Linked DNA regions of Mus musculus: regions 1 and 3 are each linked to region 2. A link is a contact called in public Micro-C and promoter capture Hi-C data. All regions are on one chromosome and are shown on one strand. The core of a region is the stretch at or near the end of the contact, and the rest is flanking DNA. Distances in the headings are between cores, read along the strand shown.

Evidence for each region. Promoter capture Hi-C pulls out the DNA fragments that hold promoters and counts their contacts. A called contact is a pair of places that touch in the nucleus more often than the background predicts.
Region 1: a contact with region 2 is called in a Micro-C map of embryonic stem cells, with 2.1 times the contacts expected there. The contact joins the promoter of Cobl here to the promoter of Grb10 in region 2. A contact is called at or near these places in 6 of 39 promoter capture datasets (cranial neural crest, embryonic stem cells, hippocampal neurons and 2 more), 1 of 15 datasets of contacts at CTCF or cohesin (the NIH/3T3 cell line), 7 of 484 Hi-C or Micro-C datasets (cerebral cortex, cortical neurons, embryonic stem cells and 1 more) and 8 of 115 datasets of contacts at active chromatin or transcription factors (embryonic stem cells, forebrain, neural progenitor cells and 1 more).
Region 3: a contact with region 2 is called in a promoter capture Hi-C map of embryonic stem cells. The contact joins the promoter of Ikzf1 here to the promoter of Grb10 in region 2. A contact is called at or near these places in 5 of 39 promoter capture datasets (cranial neural crest, embryonic stem cells and stem cell-derived epiblast-like cells), 7 of 484 Hi-C or Micro-C datasets (all in embryonic stem cells), 3 of 115 datasets of contacts at active chromatin or transcription factors (all in embryonic stem cells) and 3 of 9 other capture datasets (adipose tissue, embryonic stem cells and pancreatic islet).

What each region holds. Positions count from the first base shown.
Region 1 is chr11:12,463,584-12,468,178 of GRCm38.p6, reverse strand. It overlaps Cobl (cordon-bleu WH2 repeat), which reads left to right and starts at 3,219. Exons shown (of 15, transcript NM_172496.3): 1 at 3,219-3,497. The coding sequence starts at 3,457.
Region 2 is chr11:12,035,321-12,039,650 of GRCm38.p6, reverse strand. Grb10 (growth factor receptor bound protein 10) reads left to right here and starts at 2,231. Exons shown (of 17, transcript NM_010345.4): 1 at 2,231-2,459.
Region 3 is chr11:11,684,668-11,688,893 of GRCm38.p6, reverse strand. It overlaps Ikzf1 (IKAROS family zinc finger 1), which reads right to left and starts at 2,969. Exons shown (of 8, transcript NM_001025597.2): 1 at 2,426-2,969. Gm11999 (predicted gene 11999) reads left to right here and starts at 3,259. Exons shown (of 4, transcript NR_166812.1): 1 at 3,259-3,604.

The DNA of each region.
Region 1 (4,595 bases), core at 1,970-4,469, 430 kb before region 2:
CTTGGAATGGACAGCTTGAAAGATGGAAATTCATTTTTAGAGCCCTTGAGGCTGAAGCAGACAAGACTGTTAGGCTGTCGGGCTTGGGTTATGGTGAGAGGCTGCTCCCTGTGTTGTACACAGCCACCCTTCACTGAGTACTCACACAGCCTTTCTTGTGCATATTCAGAGCATGCTGACATTTCTCCTATTCTTACAGGACTTCTACCATGTGAGATTAGAGATTGAACAATCTGTCCTTGCTTCATCTTACCTCCCCAGAACCTCTCTCCAAATCCTGTATACTATAGACCAGGACTTATTTATTATTTTTTTAAAAAGCCACAAATTCAGTCTGTACAATAAACAACCACTTTGGAGTCACAATTTACACCAATCATGTTTTTATTTTTTTATTTTTTTAGCAATTTACATGTGTTTTAATCACAGTCGTTTGGCCAGAAGAGTAGTGAGAGCTATGTCAAGGCTGGTAGGCAGCCTCACTTGTGTGAGTAAGGGCCCATGCATAATTTGGTATGCTTTATGTTTTTATTTTTAAAGGATTCCTAAAGTCATGTGAGGTTAAGACCCCACAAAACCTGAATTTGTTCAGACGGATCTCACATTTCACAGAAGGAAATGAATGTTTAAAGGAAAGGAATTTGCTGCGGCCAACATTACCAGTCAGTACAAGATCAATCCAGAAGCTACTGTGTGTGACCTTCAGTCCTTGGGCCAACAAATTTTGCATCCCTGAGAGCCCATTAGGAACAAAAGCTCTCTGGTGCACCACTGACTGGATCAGAATATGCATCCTTTGAACATTCAAATTCAGGAAGCACTGACTTAGACAGACCACCTCTTCCCCTCACTATGTGCCCTTCATATGACCTTGGGCCTTCCTGGGCACCCTGTATCTGGTCTAGGTTTATTCTAGTAGATATAGGATGTCCAGGAAGGTCCAGGGTCATATCAAGGGCACATAGTGATGGGGAGAGTTAGCCTGATGAACCTAACATCGTCAGTCCAAGAGGACTAATCAAATAACGCAAACTGATAAATACATCCCCAACCCCTCAGCACTTAAAATATTTTAATATTTAATAATGGGTCTAGTTCTACCCGTTACCGGCCTTCATGTATATCTGTGGAATACATGCTTTTGGAAACAACAGTGCTTAGATGGATCTGTTGGCACACTTTACACTAGGATGGCTGGCTTGGGAATGCCAGGGCTGACCTATTTACACAGCAAGCAGAGGTCTTGGGTGCTTAGACCCTCCTGCTGGTATGAAGCCTAATCTTGCCTTTTGCTTCACTGTGATAACTCTTCTCAGTTTGTGCCACCCACTCCATTTCCCTTTTGGGTTTCTCAGACTGTGGTGTTTAGTGGCTTCTGTAGACTTGGAGGTTGTCCAGGCCCAGCACTGCCAGGGCCTTTTTCCTAGGACAGAAATCAGAAGCTCAGCCTGGAGGTGGGCAGTGCCATCCTCTCGTGATTTTTCTGTGGTATTCTGTCTCTGACAACCAACTATCTGCCATGCTCATGATTTCTGGCTTCTCTGTACCCACTGTTACTTCTCACTGGGGTCCAGGCCCCTAGTTCCTGGCCTACCGGCCCCTCCCAGGTTACCCTTTCCCAAAGTAGTGTCCAGAGCATAGAGAGATCTTACAGATTCCAGGAAAGACCTTCCGATAGCCAGACCCAGAGCTTGGGAGAGGCCTAGAAACTCAATTCATTCAATGTTCCCTTTATGTAGTGAGCCCTGATTCACCCTCATTCACTGTCTTAAAGGCTAAGAGTAATGAAAAACACCAGACAAGGCTCACTCTACACTGAGTCACATTTTCGGGGAAGAGACCCATTCCAAACACATAAAGGTAAACATATTCAATATGACATGTATATCTACATGTATTTATACCTCTTGCATGCGTAATTAATACACTCAGTTTATATAAATATAAAAGCATGTAAGCATTTTGATTATAAACAGACATATAAAGCGCGCACACACACACACACACACACACACACACAGAAGATAAAGTGATATGCTTCCATGAGGAATATCAAGACAATCGGCAAGAGTATCAAACAAAACTCAAGACAGTGGACAAGAAGCAGATGGGAGTTGAGAGTGGGGATGTCCTTTGCGACAAAGAGGTCAGAAAAGAGCTCCCTGAGGAGCAGGTATCTGAGCAGAGCCTGCAGGATACACATTGCAGATCCCAGAAGCCCTCGGGTGGGGAAATGCTCTGAGTATTGTGTTCAAAAGGAAGCCAGGCTCTGCTGTAGGTATGAAGTGGTTCACCTGCTTTGAGTGGGCACTGTGGCTGGAGCAAAGAAGGCTACTGCAGGACTTGTATTTTGTACACTGGTCTCCCCTCTTTCCTTAAACAGAAAGTTGGGGTTCAGAGGAAGAAAAGCTTAGGCAAGCTTCTGGATACAGAGTTCAGTCACAGAATTTTGCCTCTTACTGGCATTTTATTCCAATCCTGAGAACCTAGTACAACTGCTGTATTTGAAGGGCGGAACTTCATAGCAATCAGGTTCTTTTCCTGTTCCCCTAAGGTCAATTAGCAGGCTGGAGAAGGGAAGCTTAGTGGTGCTGGGTCCTCAGGTTGACTTGCAGTGAGGCCTCAGCACCTGCTGCCTCTGCTGGTATTTTTGCTCACCACTCAACATGGGAATCACAGGGCTGGGGCCACAGTAGCATTCATTACTATCCAGGCAATTAGGCTGGCAAGCAGAAGCATGCATCCAAACAGGTGCAGTTCTTGTTGGCACTGGATGTCCACACTCCAGCCTCACTGCTTTCTGATTTCTCAGAAAAAGGTGTGCCCCTTTACCCCAAGCTGCGTCCCTCTCCAGTTTCCTATGCTGCACACCAAGGACCTCATTTTGGACCACTCTCCCCTCCCCTTACAGTAGATCTCTAGTTCTAACAAAGGTTCTTTTAGGTTCTGGGGCAGAAACTGAGGCGCTAGACCGTCTATTTTTCTCTCTTCCTTCAAGTCGGTTCTCGCAGCCTAGTCGGCCCGCCTCGCCCCGCGCAGCCACAGGTGGCCAGGTATTTGCCCGCTTAGTTCCTCCAGCCGGCTGGGCAGGTGACTCGGTGCCCACCGCGGGGCGCGCGCCCCGCCCAGGTGTGCTCCGGCGGGCAGCGGGGGCGCGCGGAGAGGCGGGCGCTGGGGAGCGGCGCGCGGGCACGGGGCGGCGCCGCGGTGGGCGCGGCTGAGCCAGTTTGGCGGGGGGCGGCGCACCTTGCTCCCGCGCCCGGGGTAGCCGCGTCCGTCTCTCTCCGCACGCCCCCGCCCGCCCGGACGCCCCAGGTCGCTTCCGTCCTCTCGGCACGGCCGCTGTCCTCGCTAGCCCCGCGTGGGAGGACGATGGGTCAGCGCGGAAAAAGTGAATGAGGACGGCGGCGCCGCAGCCAGCGCCCCAGTCGGCCGGCAGAGCAACCCGCCGGCTCCATGGACGCGCCGCGTGCACTGGCGGCCAAGCCCCCCACAGGGTAAGCGGGCCCACGAGGGCGGGCGTGGCTCTTCCCGAGGTGTTGAGGACTTGGGGCGCCTGGGTCGTTGCTCCGGTAACCGTGGCAGGCCTTGCTCGGGAACACTTTCTGCGAGAGGTGCTGCTGTGAAAGCCCTTGTGTATGTTTGTGTATGTGTGTGTTGGGGGGTGGGTGGGTGGAGGGAGTGCTGTCCCTCCGTGCAGAACCCCAGCTCTGAGCTGCCTTCAGCCCCTTGCAATAGTGGCAATTACGGGCGGAGGGGGACAAGGAAAATCCAGGCCTGAAACTCCAGCTGAGTCTGTCTGGTCCCATACACAGGTTCCTCCAGCCACTCCTCGCAGGCCCTGTGGCCCGCTGCTCCCTACCTCAATGACAAGGGGGTACTTGGTCTGTTGGGACCCATGTAGCCAGGAGATCTGGGGAGGTGTGTGGGGAAGGGACTTCATGAACACTCTTCTGCCCAAGCCTTTGTGCTGGGATCTCCCTTGTGTCTGAAGAGGTGAGGACCTTCTTCATCGGACCTGTAAAGCAGAGCTGTCAATCCTGTCTTCAGGATCCTCTAGTGCCTCAACCCTTTTAGTTTCTTTTTGCTGTCTCCACACCTTGCGGACAGAGATTCCCTGTCACACTGAGGATTTTACTTGCCCAAGAGAAACTTGCCTAACACAGGTCAAATAGACTTGCCCTTTAACCCCAACTCCCCGAATCGTGCCCCTCCGTGCCCATCTCTGCCAGGACAGTTGACAACCCTTGCAGACTTGGTAGATTTCAGAGAGCGCCGTGGGGCTGGCTTTTGACCTCTTCTTTCTGGAGCAAATGTGTTATGAGTGTTGCGAATGGAATGAGTTGGGGTGGGTCCGCACCTGCTCCCGAAATGGCCCACTTTCCACTTGAGCAGCTGGATTTTCTAAGGCGGCACTGGGGACAACAAATCTCTTTTCTTTAGCAGTTATGTCCCACTGACTCACCCGATCCCTTGCCCACTGACTTTGTTGCCCAAGTGTTTATAAAAGCCGTCTAAACCAGTTCTTTATTCTTAAAATCTCCCCTGGAGGCTTCCAAAAAAGTAAGATACATTTCTAACTCATAATCTTGAAG
Region 2 (4,330 bases), core at 982-3,481:
CAACTCATTACTAATTTAAAATTAGAGTCCATCAGATTCTCTACTTTCGGCTGAATGAGCCTCCTGAAGCTCACACTTGGATAATGGAATTCCTCACTACCAGGGAATCCCGTTTCCTGCCTTAACACCCAAGTCTAGTTCATATATTACTCCTTTGGGAAGTTTGTGAGCTACAAAGCCATCCTGTCTTGCCCAGGAGGCTGGGTTCTCCAGGCTCATTTATACACTGCTACCCTTACAATGTGTGAGTCTGTAATACCTCTGCTGGGGAATGTGTGGGCAGGGGGCGCTGGGAGTCTGGATATGAGATGGAAGTAGTGTAATCTGCTCACAGAACTGGCCAGGGCCTCCCTCGACACTGGAGCTAACTGTAACCCTAAGGCTACAGCAAGAATAAGGCAAAAACCTTTGTTCAGAACGCTGCTATATGGGTCTACAGGGATCCAGGAAATTTGGGGGTGAAGGCCTGTCCAGGGCTTTGACATCAAGAAAATACTTGACATTTATCTCCATACCATTCTAGTTAGTAGTAATGCCTGAGAAACACAGATTAAACTTTCCACCTAGATCACTGGACTGGTCTTGTAAGAAAAAGCAATGCTCTAAATTATCAGATAAACTGAGGGGGAAAAAAAGTTTAAACCTAGATTAAATACACGTTTTGTACCAATATAAATCTGTGGATTTGAAAGGTATGTGGTTGTTATATAAGAAAACATCTCCATGTTTGGAAAGGCAACATCAATATGTAGAGGGCTGAAGGGTCCACACTGTTTGGAACTTACCAACAAATCGATTCAGGGGGGAAAAGTATTGCGAAAGTATGTAGAAACTTTCAAACCTCTGTAAAAGTTCCCTGACCCGACAGGCTTTGTGTCCGGTGCAGTATGGATCGTTGGTGAGACCCTGCAGGAAAACTGTAAAGTTTGAAGCCAATCAACTTGGGAAAAGTTAGCCCAGTTTTCTCTGCTTCGGTTCGCTTTTGAGTCCTTTGTCTACAAAAGACTTCTTGTGTTCCTTTCCCCGGGAATCTAAGACTTATTCACATCCTTTTCTCTGGATTTTCACCTTGTAGGTTTCTGAGTCTTGGACCAACGGCCAGAAATAAGAGTGAGTGTTCAGTTATAGGAAAGGAAAAACTTTTCATTGATTACATCAATCTGAGGTCGGAAAAACCACTGTTAAAAGCAAGAGGTACCGAGCCGTGCTCAAAAAGAGCGTCGGACAATGCACACAGCACAGCTTTCAAATCTTTGCCTTGCTGTGAGCCCACTCCCAGCTTCTCGACTTTCTAGAAGTTACTTTTAAGAAGTTACTTTTTAGGCTCAGTCTCTCTACTTTCTACAGTTGTTCTAGGAACAAACCTCAGAGGCCTGAGTGAGGGAGAAGAAGGAGAATTCACAAATGTTTCACACCACGTGTCTTCTCAACTACGGTGATTTACGGTCAGGGCTGCTTTTACAAAGCCGAAACTCAAGAAAAAGGTGTAATTATTGGTAGCCTATCTGTACTAGAAAAGCGACACAACATTAAGAATTATTTCGAAGGGGCCGATCAAATTAGCCCGTTGCCTTTTCGTGGGTCACTTTAGAAACCGGGCACGGCCCGTCTGGGCTTTACTTTCACGAGGGCCCCACTTCAGAGGTAAAGGACACGAGGCTTGCTCGGCTGCCTCAAGAAAACAATGAAGGGCCTCTCAGGCTTCCCTCCTTCGGCTACTCACACGCAGCTGGCGAAACTGAGGCTGAGAAAGGTGAGGCTCGGACCCGACCCGCCGTGAGCAAGCCCGAGTTTCCTTGTCCGGGCCCGGGGCTGCCCACGACGGTGTCGGGCGGCCGCAGCCCAGGAAGAGTTTGAACTGTGCGGTTGGGGAGTACTTTCTGAGTTTCGAACAATTCCCTTCCGAATGGCCCTCGGGACAGGTCCGGTCGGTCTTCCGCCGGCGCGGCCGCGCACCGGGGCGGTGGCGTGGCGCCGGGGGTCCCGCGCGCTGCAAGCATGGTGGGCGCGCTCCCGCCCGGGCGGGAGAGCATCGTGCCACGCCAACCCCGCGAGCCCGCGCCCCCCGCGCCACGCCCTGCGCCCAGGCCGCGGCTCCTCCCGCGCTGGCGGCCGCCGAGCGGTCCGGGCGGCGGCGGGAGGAGGAGCAGGAAAAGCGGCCGGGGGAGGAGGAGGCGGAGGCGGCGGCGGAGGCGGGGAGGGCGGGCGGGGCCCGGAGAGTTTAAAGCCCATCGAGGGGGTGGGGTGCGGGGAGGCGGCAGGAAGGGAAGGGCGCTGCGACCAGTGGCGGGCGGGATTCGCGTTCCGAGACCCACGGGAGCACGAAGTTTCCGCGCACCGTCTCACGCACGGCGACTGGGACCGTCCAGTGTCCGGCTTTGCCTTCGGTTTTTCTCCGTTGTGACTCGTGCAACGTGTGGCCAGCGGCCACGCGGAGGCGACGAGGAGCTGCACGTCAGGTAGGAGTTGGGCGGGGAGCCGCGGCAAGTTACTTTTGTGGTCCGCGCCTCGCGGGGCCCGGCGGCCGGGCGGCTCCCCGCGCCGTCATTGTCTGCGCTCGGGGCCGCCCGCGATCGGGACGCGGGGCCCCGCGAGGCGCGGCGGGCGGAAGGGCGTCGCCTTGGGGGGTCTGGGGGGCTGCGGCGCCCCGGGCCCCCGGCGGGGCGGCACGGGATGGCGGGACGGGGCGGCGGGCGCGCGGCTGCGGCGCCCCGCAACGCTCTCCCCTGCGCTCCAGCCCACGGGGGGAGGCGCGGGGCCCCGAGCGGCACATTCTTGAGCCGTCTTGTCCGACGGCGACGGCTCGGGGGGCTCGGGCGGGGGCTGCGGTCACGGCCGCGCTTTCAGGGGCCACCGCCCTGGAGGAGGGTGGGCGCCCGGGGGTCACCGGAGAAGCGGGTGCTCCCGCTGCGCCCCGGGCCTCGGCGCGCGCGCCAGGCGGACCGGGCAGCGGTGCCAGACACTCCCAAGTCCCAAGCGAGCGCGGCCCGGACCGCGGCCCGAGGTTCCGTACCCCCCCACACACACTCCCCAACCCCCACCCCTTTCTTTCTTCGGGTCTGTTAGTGGCCCCGCTACCCGTCGCTGGGGCCTAACACCAAGTTTGAGGGCTCACGAACTAGCAGCCCGCCAGCGGTGGAAACGTGATAAGAGCGGTACCGTTTGCAGAAGGAAATTTCTGATGCAACTCTCTGCCTTTGCTGATTGCCTCTCCAAACGCCTGCCTGGCGAGGGCCTGCGGCATGTGCGTTATGGAAATTAGGGTATTCTTCACTTTGGAAAAAAAAATGTATTTGTCTTTTCTTGGCGTTGGAAGAAACCCCGCGAACTTCTTTTCATTTGCTTTGACCGAAAAGTAGGAGAGCCACAGGTGATTTTTACAAGGCTCTAGTCCTTTAGGATGTTTTTGAAAAACTCTTTTTTTGTAACTGTTTCATTCAAGAGATGCAAAGAATAAGTCCAAAACAAGTAGCATTAGTGAGTAAATATGTGTTATTGCACAACTTTCCCTTTGCGGCTGTTTAAAAGGCCAGGCCCAGAAGACTTTGTTTCAGAAAATGCTGATTCAGCCATTTGGAGCCCCTGAGTTTCAGAAATGGTGCTCAATTTAACGTTTCGCCCTGCTTTACCAGAACTCCAGTCATTAAAATTCCCCCCCCCACCCCCCGCACCCCTGCGGGCACACACTAAGGCTAATATTTTAGTGAGGTTCCTATTTTACAGAAGTGGACCTCGAGTTCTGGATTTCTGCAGCTGAGGGAATTGTGTAAGGCAAAGGATGAAGGAGTCTGAGAGTATTTCACCAAGAGTGCTGCGGTCAAATGTGCTCCCAGGAATGAGTCTTGCCTACCAAATTTTGATCTTAAAAAAAAAATCAAAACTTTAAGATTAGTGAACATACTTTTTTTGAGTTTTACTGGGAACCTTTGAAAGACTGGCACGGGCCAGTCGCCACATTACAGGGAGGGAATTTGAGGACAGACGGAGTTGCAGCCCAGCAGGCATTGCCGTAACTGAGAAGTGTAGCCACTGATCCTTAGGTAGCATTTCGCAGTTTACAAGGCACTTTCAAAAGCCCTGTTGCTTTTTATCCACTTTGTGGTCCCCACGGTCCCCATTTCACAGGTCTGGAAACCAAGGCTCAGGATGTTAACTGGTATGCCCTGGGCCGTACCAGCTAACAAAGGACAAAGCTCGGGGGAGACCTCCCGAGCTTTACACGTCTGCAAAAGCACGTCCACTTCTAGAAGAAATGGTGTGGAGGAGGGACACCCTGCCTGACACACAGCAGAGCAAATGGAGGACGGGGCCTGGTTTCTTAGACCAGTCG
Region 3 (4,226 bases), core at 1,720-4,219, 350 kb after region 2:
ACATAATGCTCTTCCCGCTAACATTGATGAATCTTGGCTAACTGCAGTGTCAATACATGAGTGTGCAAAATTTGGTAACTACTCAAAACTATATGATATTATAAAACTAACATTATCTATGCCCCAATATGCCATTACAGAGAAGCCATTTTATTTTATATTTTTAAAAAAGTAAAAAGTAAATAAGATGAAGGAAATTAGTCCCCCATCTTAGGTGTATTTAATGCTAAAACCTCTCTCGTTGCTGCTTTCAAACCTCTCTTACAGCACACAATGTGTGTGATCTGTGTATGTGCAAGCAGGCGTGTGCACATATGTACACATGTAATTTATTGCCTATACAAATTAATATAAATAATCTGGATCTATCTATCTATCTACGTATCTATCTATCTATCTATCTATCTATCTATCTATCTATGAGCCTGTCGGATTTCAGAAGTTCTGACATTCTTCTGAACAATGTGCTATTATATTCACTAAATATGAAACACAGAATTCAAATCAAGGAAAAAAACTCCCTCAAACTAAAGAAACATCATTCTTACACCCAGTCTCTAGTGAAGTCAAGAGAATACCAGGGGCCTATGGCTTTGCTGGGTTTTAAATCTTTGGGGCAATAAATTAACTGTGATCTTAATTTTTCGGCAATGGTGATGCTATAAGAACAACCACCATTTGCTTTCGCTTTAGGAGATGGTACACAAACTTCTCAAAAGAGTCAAACATCACAGTCATCCACACTTTTATTAGCAGCCTCTGTCTGCTTGTGAGGCCACCATGGTGGGCTAGCACTGTTGTTATGGCTTCTACACTTGTGGAGAAATTTGGGGTTTGGCCCTTCAGTTAAACCACCAATGAATTAAACAAACAAGTTCTTTGGAATTTCTTAACTCTAGGTTTCAACAGTCACCATGAACAAAACACCGAAAGCCACCAGACTCGAAACATTTTGGCCATCAGCTCTAGTGCATCGTCTGTCCGGGAAAAATATTTTATTCTACGATAAAAAAGGAACAGCCATGTATGCTTGTGGGGAAAGTTGAAATTATTCATGTTTTATCAAAAGAATTGCATCATCAGTGAAGTGCCCCACTGTCATTTACATGGATGTGGCTACATTATGTCCTCAACATGTTCTGTGTACCTTAGGGTGCTGATCCGAGTAAGCAGATGAATCTTTGTCACGGATATCTGTCCCCGTTTAAATTTTGAGTCATATACCAAGGAATCTGATTTGTCACTGAAACAATTTGGACACCTACTAACATATTATGAATAATGTTTTAATTGTTACTTTGAAAATTCCATAAAAAAGAATGAGTTCAATCTCATAGAACAAATATCTTCAAACAAAGAAACTGAAGCAGGCTCTGGGATTTTCTTACTGACTTCACCCCCCTCTCAATTCAGAACCCCAAACGAACCAATTCTTAAAAGCATTTCAATGTCTATGAAAAAATATTTTATATATATATATATATATATATATATATATATATACATACATATATTATACGTTTTCGACATTAAAAAAAAAAATTCTTCTACAGGTAGGTTGGACCAGTAAAGGGCTATTTCCCTAACACCAGTTTGGTTCTGTAAGTTTAAAACAAGGCAGCTCAAAGATGAAATAGGTTGTCTGCAGCAGGGAGAGAAATTACGTGTGGGTTACTTGAGCAAAATAGCACATTAAAATTCAATCTGGGTGGGCTCCTGCCCGAAAGAAAACAGAAAATATTTCTGGCTCAGACCTTTTGAATTGATGCCCCTTTGGGTCACCAGATGCCATATCCTGCACTTCCAAATTAGAAGGAAATCGAAGGCTCATAAGATACCTTGGGAATCACCAGTGATGCTTAGCAATTTTAAAAAGCACATTTCAAATAATGTGCAAGCGTCCTGATGCCTATTTGATAACAGGGTCTCCTTGCGATAGTCTCATGACCTGTGATCAGACAGTGCGATGAGAAAAAGTATGTGTTTCAATACTCAGATCATTTTTGTTTTGCACAAAGCAAACTCAGACAGGATCTTATCAGTAAAGCAAATAGCTCTCGCATCGAAAATAAGGAAAGTCTTTACTCATGAGTTTGAAAACGCTGGCTTCCGTAATCTCGATAGATATGTCGATATAAACCTAAACATAAAAGCAGGACATTCTCTTCGTGGGACCCCGGGCTACTCAGAAGTGCCTCAACTGGCCTGGTCTGCACCTGCAGCCCCAGCCTAAAAAGGCAGAGGCTTTGACCTAAGTCAACGCTCTCACAGTCCTCAGAAAGAAAAAGATAGACGTGAGCGACACGGACACTATGGATTTCGAATGACTTTCCTTTCTTTCCTATTCCTAATTGAAAAAAACAAAAACAAAAATCCACCAGTTATCCCAAGTTTTTCTACTGAAATTTAATTCGAAAACACTCACGTGGATTTGTGCGCCGCGCTTTGGGGGCCAAGAATGATCCTGGGGCGCGAAGAGCAGCCGGGGATCTGGGGGCTCCTGCACCCCGCGGGACCTACCGGGTCTCCGGCAGCCGCGGCCGAGCGTCCCGGGATGGGCTGTACTGCGCCGGGCTGCCCCTGTCCCCGGCCCGGGCGCGGCCGCGCAGGCACTTGTTAGAGTGCCCTGCTAAGTTGGCTGCGGAGCAATTCCCAGCTTTCTTTCACAATGACTTCCTCAAGTTGCTCACTCGCATTGTTCCCCATTTCTCGCCACACTCCCCGCCCCCCGCGGGCTCCGACCCGGCTCCGAGCCCCTGGCAGCCCGGCTGTCCCGCACGACAGCGCCGCCCCGCTGCCGGGGCACCTGGCCCGGGCTCACCGCGCCGCCACCTGCGGCAGCCCGGAGCGCGCGCCCCTCGCCCCGCACCGTGCAAACTTTGGGTTGGCGCTTGCGACTCGCCTCCCGCTCGGCTTGTCCCACAGCCCACCCGGCCTGCGCGCACGGCACGCGGCTTCGGGACCCTGACGGGGACACTGAGCGGGTCAGAGGGAGGCACCCTCCCGTCCCGCGCCCGCCCTCGGGTCCCGCCTTCAGACGGCAACTCCGCGACCCGCCGGGCCGCGCACACAAAGTTTGCAGCCGCACGGGGCTCGGGCCCGGCCGCCGAGGGTAGCCGGGCGGCGGCGGGCACCGGCCGTACCTGCTGGCGCCGCCGGCGGCTGCAGCCCGCTCGCCCGCGCCGGGCCCGCTCGGCGCGCCGCCGCCACCCCCGCGCGCAGCGCGCCCGGGCCCTCCCCTTGGCGCCAAGCTTCCTCATTCCAGCGCAGCATCACGCCGCTGCCCCGCGCGGGATGCGGCGGCCCGCGCTTTGCCCGCGGGCCGGTCCGGCTCAACCGCGCCACTGCGGGACCCGCGCTCGACCCGCAGGGGTGCGGCACGTGCGGGGCCGGCGGGGAGGGGGAGGGGCCTCCCTGCCGCAGCGCCACGCGCGGGACAGCCGGGACAGCCGGGCGGTCGGGACACAGGCTCACTCGCCCAGTCGGGGAACACGGGACACTGTAAGGCACTTTCCCCGGTGTCTAAGAGCAACCGCTGCAAGCGCACAGCCGAGTCCCTGAAACTGGGACCCGTGGGCTCCCACGTTCGGGCTCAGACCCCAAGGTACTGATGCCCACCCTAGGGGGTGGGAAAAGTTGATCCTGTGCGAGTGAGGAGAAGGTGCAGTTCATTTTCCCAGACAACCAATGGAATACCTCTCGCGTCTCTTCCCTCCCACCTGCTCACAGAAGAAGTTAGGATGGCGCCTTCCATCCCGGCCTGTGTGCACACGCCAGCGTGGAAGGGGTCTATGGACAGAGGTGGGAGCAAGGCAATCCTACACCATGCTCCACGGCGCCGCAGACCTCTCCCTGGCGTGTCAGGCACGGAGTGCCTGCGTAGAGACAGGACTGCAGCCTCTGATGGTGCTCACACTCTACAAAGAGCCCATCGTCTTTCTGATTAGCTGGGCCACACCCGAAGGGGGCCAGACAGGCGTTAACCCTGAGCACAGAGGGAGAATCTTTAATTCCATACACACTGCCTGGTGTCCCTGCCTGGGTAGGGTGGGGGTGGCGGTGGCCTTGCCTCACCACTTTTCAAAACCACTTAGAAAGGCACAAAATAAAACTCTGGAGTACCCTTGAGAGGAGTGCAGGCAGCTATAGTGTTTGGGAGGAAGGCTCTGGGCCTCAAAGGGATAGGTTGTGCTGGTGGAAAGGAAGACACAGGCTTCCCAGGTGGC